2 separate regions of the Zea mays genome follow, and region 2 is linked to region 1. The links are chromatin contacts, called in public Hi-C maps. All regions are on one chromosome and are shown on one strand. Each heading gives the region's core, a stretch centred on a gene start, on an enhancer-like site or on the middle of the called end of the contact. The rest is flanking DNA. Distances are from core to core; before and after follow the strand shown.

What was found. Hi-C and Micro-C count contacts between places; a contact is called where the count stands out from the background.
Region 2: a contact with region 1 is called in a Hi-C map of endosperm, with 6 times the contacts expected there. The contact joins the promoter of LOC100283382 here to the enhancer-like site in region 1. A contact is called at or near these places in 3 of 25 Hi-C or Micro-C datasets (endosperm, leaf and tassel).

The regions. Positions count from the first base shown.
Region 1 is chr5:48,886,033-48,890,401 of Zm-B73-REFERENCE-NAM-5.0, forward strand. No RefSeq gene overlaps it. Among protein-coding and RNA genes, the nearest start is that of LOC100284492, 99 kb to the left of the region's middle. Within about 2 kb of position 1,424, at least 17 of the 20 cell types and tissues checked have an H3K27ac peak or open chromatin away from gene starts, as enhancers often do. A contact at or near this core is called in endosperm, leaf and tassel, where this site is marked.
Region 2 is chr5:49,267,730-49,271,961 of Zm-B73-REFERENCE-NAM-5.0, forward strand. LOC100283382 (peroxidase 39) reads left to right here and starts at 2,034. Exons shown (of 4, transcript NM_001156283.2): 1 at 2,034-2,360; 2 at 2,484-2,675; 3 at 2,775-2,937. The coding sequence starts at 2,154.

The DNA of each region.
Region 1 (4,369 bases), core at 174-2,673:
CACGTAGATATCCGCGCACCACTGGGCACGAATCGCAACGCTGGCGTGGATCGCGGCGTGAGTTCATCGGCGACGAGATGCGCTGAACCTGGATTCTTGTTCAGTTCACTATACCATCGTGATCCCAATAAGTCGTTCTGACAGAGCAAGTTTAGGAACTCTTTCCTCAAATTTTTATGGAACAACCCACTAATCCGTCTGTAGCAAAGTTGTTCTTCAACAAACCAGCTTTGATTTTGTTATAGCAACCTCGATCAAACATCCACTGGATCCTATGCAAAATCGATCTCAAAGTTCATCCTAGTTCACTGTTAGTCGAATTTCAGTATCAAGGGTGACTGATATCTTAACTTCAGGTCCATTTTTCTCCTATTTCCATACAGCTCCAAGGCTTAGTCACTTAATCAAACTTGAACTACTAACATAGCTCTACCATTTTGTTGTAATGACTTGGGGCAGAATCTCCATGGATTAAGAATACAAGGTTCCAAACTTGGTCTAATGTCACTGATTTTAGGGTTTAAGCCATATGGTGCCATTGGGGCTTTTTGCAAATTACTCCAATTTGCTCCACAATACTTGAAAATCTTCCAATGTAAAAGTTGTTTAGTTTTTGATACTCTACCACTTGATATATGCACTTTGGTTCAAAAGTGCATAGAAATTGAAATCACCTTATACGACACAAATTAAGGTTTCCAGGGCTCTTATAGGGTTTTGACTGTTCTAGGGTTTGTGTGCCACTCAAATCCATCAAGTTTAGTCTCTTATGAACATTTCCACTAACTTTTGAGATAATACTCAATTTGGCATCACACACACTGTAATACCCAACTTTGGAATATAAAAGTGTGGAATAAACCTTTTTGTGTGAGGCCTTTTCATTCATGGGAACTATTAGGACACATACTGAAAGAGAATAATTCTTCAATAAAATGTGCATCATGTTGGAATTTATGTGTTGTTGCATCTATAAATAATAAATATAATATTAATGAAAATATGTTAGTGCCCAAATTTGGAATTTAGACCAAACTTATCTCTTAGAAAAGAAAAGAAACAAATGATGAAGAGAATAAGGGAAATATTATATAAATATAAAGAATATATATATATAAATGCACCTGTCATACAAATATTTGAATTTGAATATTTCATCTAAGCATGAACTTCACAACAATATTTGAATTCAAATTTAGAAAAAAAATGAAAAGAAACCAGAAAAAAGAAAAAGAGAAGGGAATTACCCGCGCATGGGCTGAGCACCGCTCCATTTGGCCCATCTAGCCATTTCCTTTGCGCAGCCCTGATCTCGCTTCTGCTATGGTGGCGCCGACATCCGGGGCCCGCAGGTCAGCATATCCCACGCTCGCGCGGGCGGTACACTGTCAGGTGGGGCCGCCAGCTCAATGAACTCCCTAAACCAATGACACATGGGCCCAAGTGGTCAGCTCGATTTCCCCTTCCGGCTGTACACGTTGGTTAGACTGCTCGGTGGGCCCAGCAAGTCAGTGACATCCCCTTCGATGGAATCGCGGGCGTGCAACAGAACCCGAGCTCCCTGCTCATGGCCGACCTCGTCGTACCCGCCCGCTTCGGTCGCGGCCGTTGTGGCCTCGCCCTCGGACTACTTAAGTCTAGGTCGCCTACGCCGTGCGCCCGAACCCAATTGCTTCATCCACGTAGAAGGACCGTGTCGCGCGACTGGTTCCCACCGCCGCCGTGGGAGAAGAATTCTGCTGTAGCCACGCTACGAGTTATCATCGACGATCGTGGCTGGAGAAGGGTCCCTGGTGCTCCTCTAAGTCACACTAATCGTGCGTGTGTCCGAATCGGGGAAGTGTGGCACTAGTGGCGCCGGAATTTCTCGACGGACATCCGCTCCGCCGCGGGGCCATCCTGTACTGTGGACCAGGGTTTGTGCGGCCCAAATCCTCGGTATGTTGCCTGCTTCGAGTTCTCTACCTATCTGTTATTGTATACGATCGTTGAATTTAGTAATAGGTCGTCCAGGGGTCGGTTAGCCGTCGCCGTTGTGTTCTCCGTCGCGGGGATCGGTGACGCTTCCGTGCTCTACGACCGGGCGAAGAAGACGGGGGCGCATCCGTCCGATCTTGCACCAGCGACAGAGATTAGTTCGGCGAACCCGTTAGGTCTTGTTAGATCGGTGCTGTTGATCCTGGATCCTACGGCTGTGATTTCGCCTAGCGTAACAATTCAACCAGAGTGCACCAGGACAGTTCGATCACGATCGGGCGAGTCCTATTGAATACCGATTCGGGATGGGGGTTGATCTAATTTGGGCGCCTCATTCTAGATCGGATGGCCGTGGGACCACGGTACCCCTTCAGACGCAAGAACAAATGAGCCCTTCTGTTTATAGTGATTCAACCAGCGGTCCGTCCTAGTAGATGACTGAGTCTAAAGAGTTTTATAGGTTGGCCCCTTTACTTGTCAGTATTAGTGCACGCAACCCCGACCGTTGATAAAAACAGATAAATGAATATAGAAATCAATTTTTAGTACAAAAATTATTCCAGAAATTTGTATAATTCATATTAAATTCATTTTAACCCCAAATTGATCCATTCCAGTGGCATTAATTTTGTTTTAATATTCTTCATCACCTAGTACCTCTGTTTAGACATGAAACTTGAATTAAAATTGTTTATTTGAATTAATCTATTCTAAGTACTCAATAACTTCGGAAATTCATAACTTAATAACCGTAGATCCAAATTTAGTGGTTCTTGTTCCAATGATCTCGTTACACAGTGTAGAATATTATCATGCATTCTGTTCTATTGATTGGTGTGATGTTAATTTTTGCTATACTATGTATGTTTGTACTGATGCGAGTAGATGAGAAGCCACAGAGGATCCAGGGGTTCAGTAGGTGGAGACTGCTGAGAAGGAGCTCGTTGAAGGCATGTTGTGCCCTTGATCACTTCTTTTTACCTAGTCATATTCTTATTAATCATAATGATCTGCATAGGTTAATTTTGATGGGATCCTTTAGGTTACCCTAGTTTGACTATCTTTATACCTTGACTCTACTGAACTTTTTGAGTAGTACTTGCTATTGCTTTATGTGGATTTGGGTATGGAGATACATTATTCATGTTCACACTCTTATTATCAGTTTATTATTATTGTTCATGTTAAGATCATTATGTTAATTGGAACATGGAGTGACCACCCGGGAAAACAGTGCTACCACAAGGGTGGTATGGGACACCCTTGGCTGATTAATTAGGAAAGCTAGTGGATGACTACCTTACCCGAAAGGGGCAAGGGCAGTAGGGGAGTGGTCAGTGTAGGGAGGTCCTTTTGTTGATTTTGCTACGATGGCGGTCAGGCGAGGGATCCCTACATTGGAGCTTCCTATAAACTGTAGCGGGTTTTCTGAAGCTAGTGGAACTTTGTAAAGGCCTCGTAGTGTTACCCTGCCTCGCCTCCTCGGTAGAGGTGTATGGGATTGGCCTTCTCTTGGTAGATGGGTAACATGACTTATGGGTAAAGTTGCGCAACCTCTGCAGAGTGTAAAACTGGTATACTAGTCGTGCTGACGGTCATGAGCAGCTCGAACCCTCACATGATTAATTTATGGAATTAAATTCAATTTGTCATTTGCATCACATTGGGATTATTTTATTATTACTTTTAATTATTATTACTATGGTTTGGTATTTACTTACACTTAGTAACTGCTAATAAAATTTTGACCAACTTATAAAAGCAATGCTCAGCTTCAACCTTTATTTTGTTGATCAGCCTTACATTTCACATGAACTCCCACCTTTGGTGAGTTCATGCACATTATTCCCACAACTTGTTGAGCTATGAACGTATGTGTGCTCACTCTTGCTGTCTCACACCTCCCATAGGAGAAGAACAGGTGGTTCAAGAGGAGCCGCCCAACAAGGAGTTTGATTTAATCTAGGTGGCGTCTCCCAGTCAGCTTTGTGGCGCCAGGGAAATAAGATTTAGTTTATTTTATATTTATCATTTATTTTGTAAGACTTCCGCTATGTAATAAGTAAATTTATGATATTTATGACATTTATCTCTATGCACTCTGTAATTATATGTGTTGTTCTTCCTTGGCGCACATATGAGACGCAATCGGCTTTGTCCCTTAAATCCCGGTGTGACAGAAGTGGTATCAGAGGAAATGTTGACTGTAGGACGAAACCTAGATAGAAATAGACAAAACCCTACCTACTTACCTTACTCTGATTCTTTCTATACTTATATTGATCCTGTCTCACCTTCTACTGTTCCACTCTCATTACTCATCTTTTCTACTCTAAGACAAGATGGATTTCACACCTTGGAATCCTACATTTATGACCTTTTTAAGAGATAG
Region 2 (4,232 bases), core at 784-3,283, 380 kb after region 1:
TCGGTATGGCCACGAACCGACGAACGAGTCCACGCGCGAGCGCAGCGTCTGCAACAGGGAAGGGAAGGAAAAGATAAAGGGAAGGGAGCGTTGGAGTTGCGTATGTCGCTTGCCATCACTGGGATTCCTGCTTGCTGCTAGCTAGCCTCTGCTTTCAGGATGGTTTCTTAAGCGGTAGGTAGCCATGCGTGGGCCAACAACGTACCTACTGATACTGATACATGTACGCAGGGAGAAGCCGCCGCGGGCCATGTGGCACAATGCATCTAGTGTGTTGTACTCACTCGTCCTGCTCGCTGCTGCAGAGAGACCAATATAATTGCAGTTGCTGGCAACTAATTAAACTGCAGTTCATGGACTCATGGTGGTGGTGACAGCAGCAGCAGCAGAAAAACAAAACAAAGTGAACAACGGAGTGAGCAGCGTGATGCGGCAGTAGTACTCCGGGTGGTGGTCCCAGAAGATGCAGGGGACAAGTTCGTGCAGAGACGTGTCCAGCTCCACCCTCCAGCACTGCTCAGCCACAGGTTTGCCGCCACGGCTGTGATGAATGGCTGGTAGGGCCGGCTCTAATTTGTTCCTTGTGCGCATGTGGAAGTGGGGGGGTGCCTCGCTTCCTCCCTCTCGCACACTTCTTGGACTTAGGGCTGGAAACGAGCCGAGCCGAGCCAGGCTCGGCTCGGCTCGGTGAGGCTCGGTGGAATAGCGAGCCGAGCCAGGCTCGGCTCGGTCACTTAGCGAGCTCGGTAACGAGGCTCGGCTCGGCTCGATATAGGCTCGCGAGCCGGCTCGGCTCGGCTCGCGAGCCTGTACACTCAAGTACTCAACAACAGTAAATATAGTCATTAACTCAAATTTGAAGCATAATATGTTCCATATAATAAAAAAAATATATCCCGACACTCTAGTTCCTTGTGAGTTGTGACCAAAACAGCACACTTACACATTGGTCAACGAAGATACGAGTAAGAAGTAGTTTGGACCGAGCCTCGAGCCGGCTCGCGAGCCTCACCGAGCCGGCTCGGCTCGGCTCGTTAGTGTAGCGAGCCACGGAATTAGGCTCGGCTCGGACTCGTTTAGGCTCGCGAGCCTCACCGAGCCGAGCCGAGCCTGATCGAGCCCGAGCCGGCTCGCGAGCCTCGAGCTTTTTTTCCAGCCCTACTTGGACTCATGGGCGAATAGGAAGGAAAGAGGAGCTCGAAAGCCTGAAGAAACCCACCTCCTCATGATGCCCTCTTCTCCGCTGTTCTAGTACACCCTACCGGCGCACCGCGAGATTCTGCTGTCCGATCTCAATCCGTGGGTCCGTTGCGAGCATGGACATGGAAAGCCGAGACGGCTTTTCGCTCCATTTCCGTTCAACTGAAGAAGCCTAGCTACAAATGGCGTTGTGTAGTAGTAGTAGTACGTCGTACCAATGGCGTGCGGTGCCTGATTCTTTTTATTTTCCCAGACGATTGACGACGGGCGAGGGCCGGAGTACCAAGTTGGCGTACAGTACTGTCGACGAGAGTCCACGCGTACATCCACCTACGCTTGACGTATGACACATGGAGCGAACACCGCCCCTGGCGCTGCCGCTGACATGCATGCCGCCGGCAAGGCCGGCCCTTTACTCCCGTCGCGTCGTCGTCGTGCTCCATTTGCGCTGCATGCAGGTAGCAGAAGCGTGCGTGGCCGGCGGCCCAGTTGCGTACGTACATCGACCGTACCATACATACATACGATACGATCGAACTGGGCTAGCCGCTCTACCGACCATATACGCAGGTCGGCGGGTGGTTAGATTAGACCCCATTTCCCTACCGACTCGTCGGCCGTTCCGAGAGACGGAGACCGCGTCGTCCGCTCCTCAGTTCCCTACCGACTCGTCGTTCGGATATCCAACTCGCTGCGCAAAGCAGGGTAGCTAGCTAGCGACAACCGAACCCCACTACCGGACTAGCCAGTAGCCAGCGCACACGTCGACGTCGTCACCGTGCCTTGCTGGCAGGCACTGTGTATTTATAGCCCAGCACCCGGCTCGGCACAGCAAGAGCTCGAGACCGACAGGACGAGACTCGCAGCTAGCTGACACGGCCGAGAAGCAGCTTGCATTGCAGGCGTAGTACGTACCCAGCAGCAGCTAGCACTAGCAGTCCATCGGAGCGACGATGGTGAGAAGGACGGTGCTGGCGGCGCTGCTGGTGGCCGCCGCCCTCGCCGGCGGCGCGCGGGCGCAGCTCAAGGAGGGGTTCTACGACTACTCCTGCCCACAGGCGGAGAAGATCGTCAAGGACTACGTGAAGGCGCACATCCCCCACGCGCCCGACGTCGCCTCCACCCTGCTCCGCACCCACTTCCACGACTGCTTCGTCAGGGTACGTACTATAGGAGTTAGCAAACAAGGCGCTAGCCGCTAGCTGCGTGCGCGGCGACGAATGCCCGATATGCCGATGCCGACGATGACTGACCGCGCCATGCGCTCCCGCCGTTGCACGCAGGGCTGCGACGCGTCAGTGCTGCTCAACGCGACGGGCGGCAGCGAGGCGGAGAAGGACGCGGCGCCCAACCTGACGCTGCGCGGCTTCGGCTTCATCGACCGCATCAAGGCGCTGCTCGAGAAGGAGTGCCCCGGCGTGGTGTCCTGCGCCGACATCGTCGCGCTCGCCGCCCGCGACTCCGTCGGCGTCATCGTCAGTGCTCCTGATCGAGTCCCCCCCCCACCCCATGCATCTGCGCTTCCTAAGCCGGCAAAACCTATATATAAACCGGTCGAACGCGCATGCATGCAGGGCGGTCCGTTCTGGAGCGTGCCGACGGGGAGGCGCGACGGCACCGTGTCCATCAAGCAGGAGGCGCTGGACCAGATCCCCGCGCCCACCATGAACTTCACCCAACTCCTCCAGTCCTTCCAGAACAAGAGCCTCAACCTCGCCGACCTCGTCTGGCTCTCAGGTACGTACTTCCCCAAACCAAACACCTGACCCCCTCCATGATCCGTTGACGCCACACCGTTCTGAGCAGAAGAAGAAGAAGATTATCTTTTCACCTGTCAATCAATCAGCTTAATTTACATGCCAAGGAAGAACTAGACAGATATTAGGCAGTGACAGGTCTGACTAGTCCTATGATTACAAGCCACGCTTGCGAGTTTATTAAACATTCCAACGGCACCGACACCCAGTGCTGCTACTTTCGCTTTCGCTGGGTCAATCATTTGTTTGGTCAGGCTGGCATAAGCAGTACCACTGCTATGATTGTGCTAGAGGACTGGTAGCCTCGTGAGTCGTGACAAACTGTTTTATGATTTGAGAAAATAACTGGACAAACAGCAGGAGCCTAGAACGTTTTAGTAGCAGTTAGTTCGCTGTCATAGCCGGATTGGACAGACAACCTGAACATGCACAGAGCGGCCCTGCTAGGTAGAAGTACTGCTGTCTTCTCCGTTCCAAATTATAAGCTATATTCTAAAATTATAAAGTATAAGTTATATTCTAACTTTATAGGTTTTATTTTTTTAATTATAAGATAGTTTAAGATTTCTAAATTTCTAATTTTTTACTATATATCTAGACATAATATGTATTTAGCGACGTACTAGCATGTAGCAAAAGCTATAAGTTTTAAAAAGTCAGGAAAAAAACTTTTTTGATTTAGAACAAAGGGAATAGCACGCGTTACTGAATAATGGCATCCATTTGTCCGTCAGAGCTATCTACCATATAAAAGACAAAGTTCGTACTGTGGGTCAAGTCGACATCTAAAAGGCAAAAGTTGAGCACCTAACAGTATTTATTGACGGTGCGTGCATGCACGAATCAGCGTTAGGAAGCATAGTTCTGTCTTTCTAGATAGACTAATAACTAGAGTGAATCCGTAGCCAACAGAAATGGAGGCGATTAAATTGGGCAACTGCAAGTCTGTTGTCTCCTCATCTTTCAGTCTTCGGGTTAGTGCAGTAGTGTCAGGCACAGGCGCTGAGCCGAGTAGAGTAGCTAGCCGACAGCTGCACATCGTCCTTGAGGAGAGACACAGCATGTTAGTAGTTAGCATCTAATGGATGCAGCCGGAGTTTGGTACCCAGGAAATGATTCAGTACGGCAGAGATAAGATAAATTTGTGTAAGGAACCACTTTTGAGGATAACGGACAGAGAGTGTATCTGACCTTATTACGTCCCAGGCAGGCTTAACTTTCATCATCCTTCAGAGCAGGCCGTCTTGCTGAAAGTAAAAGAAGAGACTGATGAGT